2 separate regions of the Urocitellus parryii genome follow, and region 2 is linked to region 1. Evidence: chromatin contacts called from public Hi-C data. All regions are on one chromosome and are shown on one strand. Each heading gives the region's core, a stretch centred on a gene start, on an enhancer-like site or on the middle of the called end of the contact. The rest is flanking DNA. Distances are from core to core; before and after follow the strand shown.

The links. A called contact is a pair of places that touch in the nucleus more often than the background predicts.
Region 2: a Hi-C map of muscle shows a contact between it and region 1, with 4 times the contacts expected there. The contact joins the promoter of Mcmbp here to the promoter of Tial1 in region 1. A contact is called at or near these places in 2 of 2 Hi-C or Micro-C datasets (liver and muscle).

Annotation. Positions count from the first base shown.
Region 1 is chr5:200,577,172-200,584,295 of mUroPar1.hap1, forward strand. Tial1 (TIA1 cytotoxic granule associated RNA binding protein like 1) reads right to left here and starts at 2,937. Exons shown (of 12, transcript XM_026384163.2): 1 at 2,406-2,937. The coding sequence starts at 2,437.
Region 2 is chr5:200,851,520-200,858,643 of mUroPar1.hap1, forward strand. It overlaps Mcmbp (minichromosome maintenance complex binding protein), which reads right to left and starts at 3,170. Exons shown (of 16, transcript XM_026384260.2): 1 at 2,835-3,170. The coding sequence starts at 2,892.

The sequences.
Region 1 (7,124 bases), core at 1,687-4,186:
AATATATAAAACGTACACTTTTTAAAAATTATTATGCATTAATTTTATTAAATGCTGGCAAAAATCTGAATTGTGAAACATTTGATTTTATCTCAAGATTTTACATTTGAAGGTTTATACACACACACACACACACACATACACACACACAAATCAACTGCCCAAGGTATGACAATAATGTCTGCCTATAATTTAAATCAATCAGGACTATTAAAAAGGGACTTAAAACTGATTTAATGAGAAAAATATAATCATTGCAAAATGTTTATTAAGTACCTCTTACGTTCCCAGCAGTGAACTAAGTGCTTAAAGGGTAAGACCTAGGAAGATGTAGCAGTCCTTATCTTAAACAATAAAAACCTTCCCATGGAGGAAAAGTGGGAGAAGGAAAAAGGAAGAATAAAGGAGAGTTGTAAACATGTACTACATTGAGAAATAACAGAGCTTAGATCTTTATTTACTCCTATGTATACATGTCACATTTTTAGATAAATATAATAAACACAGACAACTTAAGTATGTTTCAGAGAAAGGACAAGATACTGGAAAAGGTAGTGGTAGGAAGTAACAAAGAATTAGCTTATTAGACTACTGGAGAAGGTACAATAGAAATGAAAACAAGGCATATGCATAGATAACTATATGAATGAAAGATACTGAAAAAGTACATTATTTAGAAGGACAAAACCAGGAATTCCTCTTCTTGGGAACAAATGATACAATTAAATGAGACATTAGCCATAAGAAATTACCAATTATTCAATAGTTATTATGATGCGATGATGACATTTCAGATACAATATAACTGTTATCTTCCTTAAATACATGATAGCCCCTAAATCTAACTTTCCCAGATGTTAACTACCAAGCTTTGGCTTCAACAGATGTTGAGGACAAATTTCAAATTTGTCCTAATTCTGTTTTCTGGGAAGATGGGCAAAAAATGGAAGACAACAAAAAAAAGTTCTACTGAGCAAGCCTTTCATTCAAGTAGTAGATGTGCTTAAATTGGCCTTAAATTCCCAAAACAGGATGACAAGTACTTCAGAGTAAGACACTAAAAGAAATAGGAACAAAAAGAAAATACAGGCGAAAAAAAAAAAATCAAGTTTGAACATATAAGTCTACCTTCTTTAGGGAGCGTATACTTTTTTTGGTAGGAGTGAAGTTTTGAGAAGCTAATCAACCTCCTGAGTGTCCATCTACCTTCATCTATTCCCCAAAAAGTACTTTCCCCAGCAGATAACCCAGCCAAGTGAACTCTGATCATATCAATATCAGGCACAGGCAAGGGAAACAAAGCAGAGATTGGACTCCTTGTTACTCAGGGTAGGAGAACTGGGCCTCAGAGGCTGGGAATGCCAAAGGTGCGCAATTTAAACAATTAGAAATAACTCAGACTAAAAATAAAAATTAAAAAAAAGATACAAGAGAAGAAAAAGAGTGCCACGCTATTCAGAAAGAAATGTAATTGCTGAGTCATCACTCTTCATTGGAAAAGGAAGGAAAACTCGAATTAGGTGGTTGGAAGATGAAATCCATTCATTAGATTGGGCTTTGGGCAAAATGCAACAGCAAGACCAAAGAAGCGCCCCCCAAACACGCATCGTATAGCGAACGAAGACATGATTCTATCTGCTTCTGATGATTTCGACACACCAATTAGGAGGCGGCAACACCAAACAGCAAAAGAGTGTAACAACTGGTTGTCAGTTTGGCGTAGGGCGCGCTCAAAGTAAACTTCGCTCTCCGAGAAGGGAGCGATGCTGCGGCGGCCAGAGGCATTCCGCTTGCACTTCAAAAGTAGCGGGCGCTGGGCGGGTGTTTCTGACAGCGTGGGCGGGGGCACGTGGGGCAGAAAGAGACCAGGGGCTCCCGAGGCTGAAGAGTGTCTGGCTTCCTCCGAGAGCCGAGTTCGGGCAAAGAGCCGGGGGCGCCTCAAGCCCGGGACGTGGAGGGCGTGAGCGCTAATTCCTCCGGGCCCGCAAGGGATGCAGCGACGGTCCCACCCCCAGTCCCACCTCCACCAGGCCCAGCCCCCGTGGGGACCGGCAGCTCCCGGCCCAGCCCAGGGCCCCCAAGCACAGGGGGAGCAGAAGCTCTCTCGGGCCTGACAGCCTCAGCGGATGCAGAAGCCAGGCCTGGGAAAGGTGCGCGAAGAAGGGCGCGAGAGGAAAAGGTCGGGACAAGCCTCAGACCCCAGGAAGTGACTGCGTTTGGGGGCAGGGAGGGCTTCCTTCCCTAGGAAAAGGGGACAGATGAGGAATGCACTTAGCGTCCACGCCGCCCCGGCCAGGGAGCCGCCGAGAGTCCCGGCTTCGGCCCCCTGTCTCCTGCTCCCTCCCTTAGCGTCCCGCGGTGCCCGGGCCTCTAGGCTCCCGGCACCCCCGGTCTCGGGTACTCACAGAGTCCGGGGCTGTCCGTCGTCTTCCATCATGGTGGGTGCGACGGAGCGATCCCGGGACAAGGGGGAGGGCAGGGTTGGGGAGGGGAGGGGGTGGGGAGGAAGGGGAGGGGGGCTCCGGGCACCGGCTGGGGACAGAGGAAAAGGCACCGAACCCTGCTCTAGGGCTTTCTCCCCCCAGCCCGCTCCGGACACTGCGCTCCAACCAGGAGGAGCAGAAGGAGGAGGAGGATGAACAAAATGGCCGCCGCCACCAGCCAGGCAGGAAACGGGGCAGGGCGCAGGCGCGGCCCGCCAGGTCACCGCTCAGGCCAGCCGCGACGGCCTGCCCCGGGAGAGCTGAGGGGGGCAGAAAGCCAGGCCGCGGAGCAAGCCCTGTGCCAGTTCACGACGACTCCGTTGTCGCCGAGAGCCTGTCTGCTGGCCGTCCGACCGAACCCCAGCCAGTTCCAGCAGAGATCGGGCAAAAAGAGAAACGTCGTGAAGTGAAGTCTCTGGGAATCGCGGTCCTGGGAAGGAGCGAGGGAAGCACTTTCCAGGAGACTTCTGGGAACTGTAGTCCGAAGGAGACCCCGCGCCTCGCCGGGACGCGCAGGAGAGACTTCTGGGTAGTGTAGTCGTACGTGAGGGCGTGCGGCCACCAGGAAGTCGGCGTGCCGGGAGGGGAGGGAAGAGAACAAGCGACGGTAAAACGCGGGCCGGCCGAGTGGGAGAGTCGCTGTCCGGGAAGTGAACTACAAGTTCCAGCGTGCCTCGCGCCGGGGGCGGCTTCAGGACCGCTCCAGGCATCTTAAGGCTCTTCTGTTGGCCGGGCGTGAGCGTCGGCTCCGCCTCCGTCCTGGCCAAGAGCGGTTTCTTCAACTGCGGCTCAGGCGGTGCGCCGGCTCCGCGTGTTGTCAGAGCTATCAGGCCCTGCCGGCCTTCCTCTGGAGGCAGAACGGCTGGCCCGCGGTCATCAACCGCCAACTCGCGCCTGGCCCGAGAGAGGCTGGCCTGGCGGGCACCTGGCGGGACTTGACGGACCGCGGGCTCCCCAGGGGCCGGTCGCGTCTTTGGGGCGCCTTTTCCCGCAGATAGGAATTCCTAGACGAGGTAGTCTGGTAGGTTGCTGTACGTTTCGGAGGGCTGCCTACCTTCCATATCTCGTCGGGTTAGCGGGTGAGACGAGCAGCCGTCCATTTGAATGACTTGCCCTCCTTTCCCCCGTATTTAATCGTGGAAGTAAAAGTCTTTTAACAGAAATGCGTAGATTTAAGGTTGTGTTTACAGACATCAGCCATGTGGGGAAGGAAGTCTTGCTTGAAGAAGTGGAAAGCCACGTTCAAATTAGCTCTGCAGCCCCTCACCCCCCCACACACACCAGTCCTCCGTATGCTTTTTTACCTCCTCAGCACCGACAGGAAAAAGCACACAATTTGTAGCAGCTCTTGTGGATGAGTGAAGGGTGGAGGTGAAGAGAGGACTTTCAGTCTCTTGCCTGACCTGACAGTTCGCAGTTAACAGAGTTGTTTCTGAAGACCTCTGCAGGTACCATCGGATCCTAATCTTGTAGGCACCATCAGCCATGCAGCAACGCATGGTACTGTCAATTGGTGGGGAGGGAGATTTTAACCTGGAGGACTTCATAGAACGGTTGACAAAGGAGTCGAGCCCCATAAGACTCAATGGGAATAGCTAAAGGGTTCAGAGGCCAGCATCTATGGGTAAAATGTCTGGGTCTAGGGGTGGGAGTGTTGGCAGCAATGTGGACTTGGTCTTCAGTGCTAGAGATTTAAGCCTGGGCCTGTAGTACCATGTTGTCAAGGATCTATGCCATGCTGAGGGGTTGGAGTTTTATCTTCCAAGCAGTGAGGAACCATTGAAAAGTTGAATCTATTTATTTTTTAACTTGAACCTAGGTACAGAATTGGATTAATCATAATCCAATTCACTGACAGTGCCTAGCCCAATGTATTCGTTTTCTGTTGCCACTATAACAAATTAGTGTAAATTTAGAGACTTAAAACAACATGAATTTATTATCTGAATTCTGGAGGTTTCAAGCCCAAGTTCAGTTTCACTGGGTTAAAATCAAGATGTTGACAGGGCTGATTTGTGTTTTCCAGTTTCTAAAGACTGCCTGATTTTTTTACTCTTAGCCCCTTTCTCCATCTTCAAAAACTGTTGCATATCTTCTTTCCTTCAATGCTGTCTTTCTGGCTGGTCCTCCTGCCTCCTTTTCTTTCTTTCGATGATTTTAGGTGATTACTTTGACCAGGATAATCTCTGCATCTGAAGATCCTCAATCGAATCTGCAAAGTCCCCTTTTATATACAAAGCATTCAGCTTGGAGCAGTGGCACACATCTGTGATCCCAGTGATTCAGGAGGCTGAGCAGGAGAATCACAAGTTTGAGGCCAGCCTCAGCAACTTTTTTTGGGGGGAAAGGGTACCAGGGGTCGAATTCAGGGGCACTCGACCACTGAGCCACATCCCCAGTTCTATTTTGTATTTTATTTAGAGACAGGGTCTCACTGAGTTCCTTAGCATCTCACTAAGTTCCCTAGGCTGGCTTTGAACTCCCAATCCTCCCGTCTCAGCCTCTTGAGCCATTGGGATTATAGGCATGTGCCACTGCGCCTGGCAACTTTTTTTTTTTTTAATTTTATCCTTTATCTATATATCTATTATACATTTTATGATGCTGGGAAGTAAGTCCAGAGCCTTGCACATGCTAGGCAAGTGTATCAGTGTATCACTGAGCTACATCTCCAGCCCAGAACTCAGCAACTAAGTGAGACCCTATATCAAAATCAAAAGGGCTGGAAATGTAGCTCAATGATGAAGCATCTCTGGATTCAATCCTTAGTACAAAACAAAAACAAAAAACAAAAACATTCATATGTTCTATTTATTTAGTTTTTTAATAACAGATGTCCTGAACTATGAGAGAGAGAGAGTTTTAATATTTATTTATTTATTTTTTAGTTTTCGGCAGACACAACATCTTTGTTTGTATGTGGTGCTGAGGATCGAACCCGGGCCGCACGCATGCCAGGCAAGCGTGCTACCGCTTGAGCCACATCCCCAGCCCACATTCATATGTTCTAGGGATTAGGACATAGACACCTCAGTGGGCAGTATCAGTTTACTTATTGCTAATTTAGGAACTTAATATAATAGCTGCAAATCTTAAAAAGTCATCACAGCAATTTACATCTGAATGTATGGTATGTGTCACACAACAGTACTAATTTATCCCCCTCACCTTGGGTAACCATCATCCTGTGTACTTGTTTGTTTATTTATTGCGGTACTTCAGAATGTGCCCAAAGACACTCTACCACTGAGTTATAATCCCAGCTTTTTTTTTTTTTTTAATTTTGAGACAAGGGACTGGGGATGTGGCTCAAGTGGTAGCGTGCTTGCCTGGCATGCGTGAGGCACTGGGTTCGATTCTCAGCACCACATAAAAATAAAGATATTGGGTCCACCTTAATCTAAAAAATAAAATATTTAAAAAATAAATAAAAAAATTTTTTGAGACAAGATCTTGCTAAATTTTGAGGCTGGCCTTGAACTTGAAATCCTCCTGTTTCAGCTGGAATGATAGGTGTGCACCACTGTGCCTGGCTTTTCATTTACTATTTCTTGCTTTCCTTTTACAGAATTGTGTTACATATATATGTAGTCCTATGAAAAGTATATATCACATATATGCCCACTATACACCTATTAGAATGGCTAAAAATGCAAAACCCTGAGGACGCCAAATGCTGGGGAAGACTTAAAGCAGCAGGAACTCTCATTCATGTCAGTGGAAGCCACTTTGGAAGTTTGACATTTTCTTACAAAGCTAAACATAACCCCTAGGTATTTACCAAATGAATTTATCATAGTTTTCTGTTGCTGTAACAAAATACCTGACACTGGGTACTTGTAAAGAGGTCAATTAAGCTTACCATTTGGAAGCTGAAAGTCCAAGATAGGGTGGCCTTGTCTATTTGGCCTCTGATGGGTCCCTGTTGGCTCTACCACAACATGGCAAATTGGGTCACAATGGAAGTACAAGTGAATAATCTGCTTGGTAAGACAGGAAGTCAGAGGCCAGGTTCACTCTTTTTATAACAGTCTACTCTCATGGAAACTAAGTAACAACCCATGAGTACTACATTAATTCTTTCCAAGAGCAGTGCCTCTAATAACCTGAACCCCTTCCAGTAGGTTCCACTTCTTAAAGGTTACACCACCTTTCAAGATCACCATATTGAGGACCAGCTTCTACACACATAAACCTTTTGGGGGATACCCTCAAACCATATCCAAACCATCGCAGGGTTGAAAACATGTCCACATAAAATCCTGCATACATATGTTTATAGCGGCTTTATTTAGATTACCCAAAGTTGGAAGCAACCAAAATGTCCTTGAATAAATGAATGAATGAACTCTGGTACAATGTGGTACATCCATACAGTGAAACATTATTTAGTGATAAGAAGAAATAGGCCTTCAAACCACAAAAAGACATGGAGGAATCTTAAATGCATATTGCTAAGTGGGAAAAAAAATCTGAAAACACCACATACTTTATTCTAATTATGTGGCATTCTGAAAAAGGCAAAGCTATAGACAATTTAAAAAAAAAAATTGGTAGGTGTCAAGGGTTTAGGGGATCAGGGAGGATAACTGCATTTTTTTTAAATATTATTTTTTAGTTGTAGTTGGATACAATACCTTT
Region 2 (7,124 bases), core at 1,920-4,419, 270 kb after region 1:
AAAAGAATATTTTAAAATCTAAAAGAAGAATCCACTGAAGAGGAAGATATGAGATCCAAGAAGAACAGAATGAGCTCATGAATACAAAGGGGGTGGTGGTGGTGGAATTCCAAGGATGACATCTATGCAACAAACTTATAAAAGCAACTGGCACAAATTAGAAGACTAATTTGGAGGACTCACTGAAGAACATCTACAAAAAGAAAATAAGTTTGAGTAAATAATGTGCATGAATTGCTGGATAAGCTTAGTGAAAATGATGTTAAGTTTCTGTTCAACAAGAACAAGAAGCTGGGTGCAGTGGTACACGCCTATAATCCTAGCGGCTCAGGAGGCTGAGGCAGGAGGATTTCTAGTTCAAAGTCAGCTTCAAGCCAGGTGTGAAGGACATGCCTGTAATTCTAGTGGCTCAGGAGGCTGAGCAAGGAGGATGGAGAGTTCAAAGCCAGCCTCAGCAAAAATGAGGTGTACTAAGCAACTCAGTGAGACCCCGTCTTAATAAAATACAAAATAGGGCTGGGCATGAGGCTCAATGGTCAAGTGAATGCCCTGAGTTCAATCCCTGATATATCCCTGCCCCTCCCCAAAGTCAGCCTCAACAACTTATTGAGGCCTTAAGCAACTCATTGAGACCCAGTCTCTAATATAAAAAAGGAATGAGGATGTGGCTAGTGGTAAAGTACCCCTGGGTTCATTACCTAGTACCCAAAACAAGCAAACCAGACAATGTGGCACACAACTATAATTCTAGTAATACCAGCTACTCTGGAGGCTGAAACGGGAAGATTCCAAGTTTAAGGCAATTTAGCTAAACAAAAACAAAAAATAAAAAGGGCTGGGAATGTAGCTTAGTGGTACAGCAGTTCTGGGTTCAAACCCCAGGACTGCAGCAGCAGAAGCAACAAAACCACCATGACTGGGGAAAACCAAGTTTACATTCCCACAACAATCCACCAAATTTATAAAATACTGTACACCCAGTATTTCATTACTAAATTGTATTCTTTCTGCACCATGCTCAAATATGCTTAAGATCACACACTTAGGGAACAAAAATCTGACACAAATACATTCAAATCTGTGTCAAATTTAAAATCATCTTATTAATCCACCAAGAGCCAGGGTATTTCTCATAAATGAATTTTCTAATATCAGAATCTTGAACTTAATGCTGTAAGCATTAAACCTTTTCACTGTAGAAGGTTTTTTCTCTAAAATCTAGTTATGCATCTATACCTTTAAACCAGTACTGTAATTGAATCTTCACTTAACATTTTGGAGCCATTATTCTGGACACCAATTAGTGGTTCCAATAATCATTATTATTAACAACAATTACTAGAATTTATTTATTTCAGTATCAGGGATTGAACCCAGGGCTTCATGCATGCTAGGCAAGTGCTTTACCACTGAGCTACAGCCCAGCCCTTTTCATTTTATTTATCCTTGAGGGTCTCCCTACGTTGTCTAGGTTGGTTTGGAACTTGCAATCCTCCTGCCTCAGTCTCCCGAGTAGCTGGGATTACAGTTGTGCATCACCAAGCCTGGCTCAATTACTAGGTTTTAGTGAAGGAATGTAGATCCCCTTTTCAAAGAACCCTGGCCAACTACATAGTGATTCTGCCTTTTGTATGTCAAGTTGATGGGGACTGAACCCAGGCCTTGGAATAGTAGGCATATGATCTACCATTGAGATAGACCTCTTTTCCATGTTTTCTTTTAACATACAGTTTTTAATTTCTTATCTGGTTGTCAGTGTTCACTGGCTATAATTTGGATGTCTATCCAGGCAGTCTTCGGATTTGCCGCCTTTGGTTTCAGTCTGAGAAACCATACACTAGTTAGAATTATAGATAATAAAGTTGCCGATGAGCACTAAGAGCCCTCCTATAAGAAATACATTTTATGTCATCAATTAGGAGACTACTTAGTTTCTTAGTAGTCTTACTTTCCCACGATGCATCTATTCAACCCAGAGCACTGTCTATGTTAAGGACTAGCTCTACCCCTAGTCCTTCTCATGTTTTACATAGGCAAGGGCCCTCCAACTCTAACTACAAACGAATCAGGTATTGCTATATAGCAGCGATTTCGGATTGACTGTGAATCCACCATTCCTAAGTGCAAAGACGCTAGGGAAGGGGGTGGGGATCAAAGGGCCCAGCCAACGAGAAATGGATCTACATTTTTCTTCCTGTAACCTTCGCTGAAAAGTAGCAACAGCAATTGCAACTAAAATTTACCGAGCTCGCCTGCCTCATTCTCAGCTCATTCTATGTAAAAAACTCACGGAAGAAGTTCAACATTGCTTGCTAGCTCTGGCCCGGGAGCACACACAAGACCAGATGGGTTGTAAAGTCATCTGAGCAGAAAAATGAAGCTACCACATTAAATCTGCTCTCTGGAGGAGAGGCTGGTGTAACCCAGAGGTGAGCGTCAACTTCGGAGCCAGGCGGCCGCACTCCCCGACACACCGGAAGTTTTGAAACACCCTGCGAGGCTCGCACAGGCAGGGTGGCTTCCTTCGCCACCGCTCCGCGGGCCCTCCGCGGGCCCTCCCCGGGCTCGAGGACCTCCCCGAGTCTGCGGCACTCGGGGCTGGGCCCCGGGCGGGCGCCAGGCCGTCAATCACGGCAAGTGCTGGCGGCCGCGCTTCCCCGCCCGCGCCGCGAGCCGGGCAGGTGGGAGGCACCTGCAGCCGCGGCCCGGAGAGGGCTGTCCGGGCCAGGCCAGGGGCCGCACGCGCGCTCCGGGGTCCCTCGTGGGGACCGCGCGGCCGGCCCGCCCCGGCGAACTCAGCGACCCGCCCGGCCCGCCCCCGGCGCGCCACTCACCGAAGAAGCCCTGCACGATCCCGAGCGGGTGGCTGAGCCAGTCCTCCCCGCAGGGCATCTCGCCGAGGGCCGGGGCCGGCGCGGCGCGGGCGGCGGCTCTCCGCGGGCCGAGCGGCCGGCGCCCAGCTCCTCGTCAGGGGCTCCGCGCTCCTCGCCCGCGCCCTCCCACGCACGGCGGGGCGCGGGCCACCCGGCCTCCGAGAGCAGCGGCTGCGGAGGAGCCGCTGGCGACCTGCAGGTGCAGCGCGCGGACCCCCAACCTCCACTTCGCACAATGGCGGGAAACAGCCGCCGCCGACCGCGCTGCCTGCGACCTGGGTGGAGCTCGCGCGGGAGGGGCGGCGGGGGCGCGCGGCGCGGCCCCGCGTACGGGCAGGAGGGCGGGCCGGCTCGCCCGGGGCGGGGCCGCCGCCATCTTGGAGACGGGCAACGGAAGGCGCCGCGTGTCACTCGAGCGGGCGTGCCCGGGCCTCCCAGAGTCCGCTCGCGAACTGAGTACGCGTCCTGGCGCGGGGGCTCGAAAGGCGGAGCCCCAGGAGTCCGCAGAGTCGGCTCTGGGAAAAGTTAGGGATGGAGGAGCCTTAGACGTCAGTCCAGCTCCTTTTCCTGCTTATTTTTTTTTCTTTTTTGCTGATGGCAACGCTTTTCTTTGACGCTGTGCCCTCAATCCTGTTGGAGCGACGGGGTGGGGGGACTGGGGACTGAACTCGGGGCGCCGTACCGCTGAGCTGCATCCTCGGCCCTTTTTAAATTTTGAGACAGGGCTGGCCTCGAACGTGCGGCCCAGCCTCTGCGGTGGCTGGCACTACGGGCGGACACCCGCGCGCCGGCTCCGAACCCCTAAGAAAAGACGCCCCGAGCCGCAGAGCCGTCTGAGGGAAGCTTGCACTTCTAAGACCCCCACGCGCCCTGGCTGCCGTCCCAGGCCCCGAGGCCGAGGGACCGGCTCCTGGTAGAGGCAGGTGCCCGAAAACCCACCGCCGGCCCAGCCCTGGCGCGGAACCTGGAGCGGCAGGGAGTACCCCGCGTCTCTCGGGCCGGGACGGCCGCGCGCCACCAAGGCGTGCGAGTGAAGCCCCGCCGTCACCCTTTGCTGAGGAGACGTGGGACAAGTTCAGCGGTGCCACTGAGGCCAGGAATGCACCTCAGAAAGCCAGGTCTTATCACGCCTCTAACCCCAGCTGCTCCGGAGGCTGAGTCAGGAAGATCAAGAGTTCAAAGGCAGCCCCAGCAACCGCCAGGCACTTAGCAGCTCAGTGAGGCCCTGTCTCTAAATAAAATACAAAATAGGGCTGGGATGTGGCGCAGGGGTCGAGTGCCCCTGAGTTCAATCCCTGGTACCCCCCAAAAAAAAGAAAAGAAAAAGAAAACCAGATCTCCTCACAGCAGCATCCTCTCAGCTGGGAAAGGGTGCATGATCCGAATGGAGTCAATAAAGTGGGGAGCTGAAGAACTAACCCCACTTCGCAGGGCAGAAGCTCACTTGGAGCTTGCAACAGGCACCGGATCCCTCCCCAGCACCTCAAAAACAAGCACACCGAATCAGCCTTTGGAGCCTGAAGTCCTCCTTAGGGGTGTAGGGGAGGGGAAAAACTTTTCCTGTTCTGCAGTGGGACCCCTTAACAAAGCATACACCAAGAGAAAAGCAGATCAACTGTATATCTCATGTATATATGGGGGAAACTTGGAGAAGAGTAACTTAGGAAGGGTTTAGAATTAGCCTTTTATAGCATCTTTGTCAAAAAAAAAAAATAGATTGTGGAGAATGACAGAGGAAAACAGTTTTAGGTTTCCAAAGGTGACAAACTGGGAAAGCAAAAATTCAGGAGACTAAAGGTAGACACAGTTCAGCTAGTGAACTTTGCTATGTCTCTTACCATCTCTGGCTTGGTAAGAGTCTAAAGGTGTCTTTGGTGATTATCCTTTGTCTTTGGTAGATATCGGGAGGGACACCTTTGGAACTTTATGTCCTGGTTTTTAGGTGAACGATGGGAGAGCAGGGGACTTTTCTTGTATGAGCTTCTCATTTGCCTTCAGCTCAACCCTTTTGTCAGAGTGGCATGTTTTGGGGTGACATTCTAGTTTACTTCAGGACAAAAGAGGTATTTTGAATTTCTCATTGTGAACTCCTTATTGACATACTGGATTATACACTTGTTCCTTGTGAGTTTAGTGAGCTGAGAAAAGGGTGAAGTCTGGGACATTGCTGACACCATTCTTTCAGCACAGAGGGTTGCCAAGTCCCTGGTGCTAAATGGGGGAACTCTTGTATTTTAGCTTTGTGCCTAGTAATATACAAATTAAAGTTATGACATAGAAATGAGTTTAAATCATTAAATTCAGATGCACTTCTTCTGAATTGCACCTTGATATCAATTCAGCAGTGGTAACTGTGGGGGGAAAATTACTTTCTTCCTTTCTGAGTTCATGGCTTTGTGTTTTATGAGAAAAGGAAGACCTGAAGAAGTGTTTAAGTCTGAGTGTTTTTATGCTTAGGTTTTTATATTTGAAATTTGTGGTGCTAGGGATTGAACCCAGAGCCTCATGAATGCTAGGCAAGTGTTCTGCCACTGAGCTACATTCCCCCACCTTTAACATTTAACCTATCAAAAATATTATAATTTGGAAGAAACAATTTTAAAATTGTTAATGGGATATTCTACTTCCCCCCCCACCCCCCCGCAGTGCTGAGGATCGAATCCAGTGCCTCACACATGCTAGGCAGGTGGTCTGCTGCTGAGCCACAGCCCCAATCCTATTTTACTTTTTTATTGTCTTTGAAATCTTGCATGCATTTTATACTTACAACACTTCACATTTCAGATTGTGGTCATGTTCTAGTTTCAATAGCCACAAGTAATTAGTGCCTAATGGACAGCATAGGAGAAATTGGGGTCTCGTAGGACTATATGTCAAGATTTTTTTGCTCAAAGGCATTTTGAAAGATCTTTTGACATTCTGAAAACCAAAAGATCAGATCAAGAACCGCCCCACCTGAACCTATTGTTTTAGGTAGCCTGTAGTTAGCCCCATGACTCTGATAGAAATGAGTTTGAGTCAGTTAAGTTACTTCCTAAGTTACTCTTCTCCAAGTTTCCCCCATATATACATGAGATATACAGTTGATCTGCTTTTCTCTTGGTGTATGCTTTGTTAAGGGGGTCCCACTGCAGAACAGGAAAAGTTTTTCCCTTCCCCTACATGGAACTGGATGGAAATAAAATATCAGGATTCCAGCCTGAAAGAGCCAGTAGCAGTTCAAGGGTTAAGGCATTTCCAGAGACCAGAACCAGAGGTGGCCTGGACTGACTAACCATGAAAATTCTCCACTGTTAGAGTTGGGAGCATTTTCAACTTATTCCTAGCGGGAGTCAATCATTTCTAAGTTACAGTGGTTGCTGTATTTTCCATTTCTCCTTTTTTCCAATGGGGTCTTCATTGCAATTGCAGTTGTTCTGTTCTTGCTCTACCATTGTCCTCTGGAGTACTTGGTCATAATTCAGTGGACTGGGAGGAGCTGCATCCAGACCCAATAAAAACGGCTGAGCCACCCCAAAGATCCTGAACTTTCAAGCCCAGTGCCTGGTTGCCTCTCTTGGGAAGGAAATATCTGTACATTCTCTGTGAAGAGGATGGGTGCATATTTGGTGGCCAGGGTCACATTTTGATTATCATTTGCCCACCTAATCTTCCTTCACAGGATGTTAGGGTGTGGCATCCCAGGTGGGAACTCAAGTTCCCAGCTTTTCTTGCTTCTAGGAGTGACTCTTTGCCAATGTTCTCACCAGTGGAATGTGAACAGAAATGATGTGGGCAGCTTCCTCCCACTTGTTAAAATGAAACATTTGTCCCAGGACTTCTCTGATCATTTCCTGCTGGCTTGGGTGGTAACTAGAGCAGCCTTGGAAGCCCTAAATATTAAGTGACCAAAAGGTCACAAATATGTACTTTTATATGAATGAGACACAAACATCTATTTTAATCAAGACACTGCATTTTGAGGTCTTTAAAAAAAAAAGTAACTTGAAGTCCTGAGAGCATGCTTCTGGTATTCCATGTGGGAAAATTTTCTTAGTTTATCCTTCATTTCTGTTTTCCAGTTGCTTTCATCAAAAGTGTGCTTGAGAGGTAAATATTTTGGGAGCTGAATTTCTTTGCATTTGACTGTATCCTTTGTGACCTATGAGATCTTTTTGTGACCTATGAGTGCTGCTGGCTGGATCTTTTCAACTACTGTTTTGGGCACTCAAACCTTTCAATTTGGAAACTTATATTCTTCATTTCTAGGAA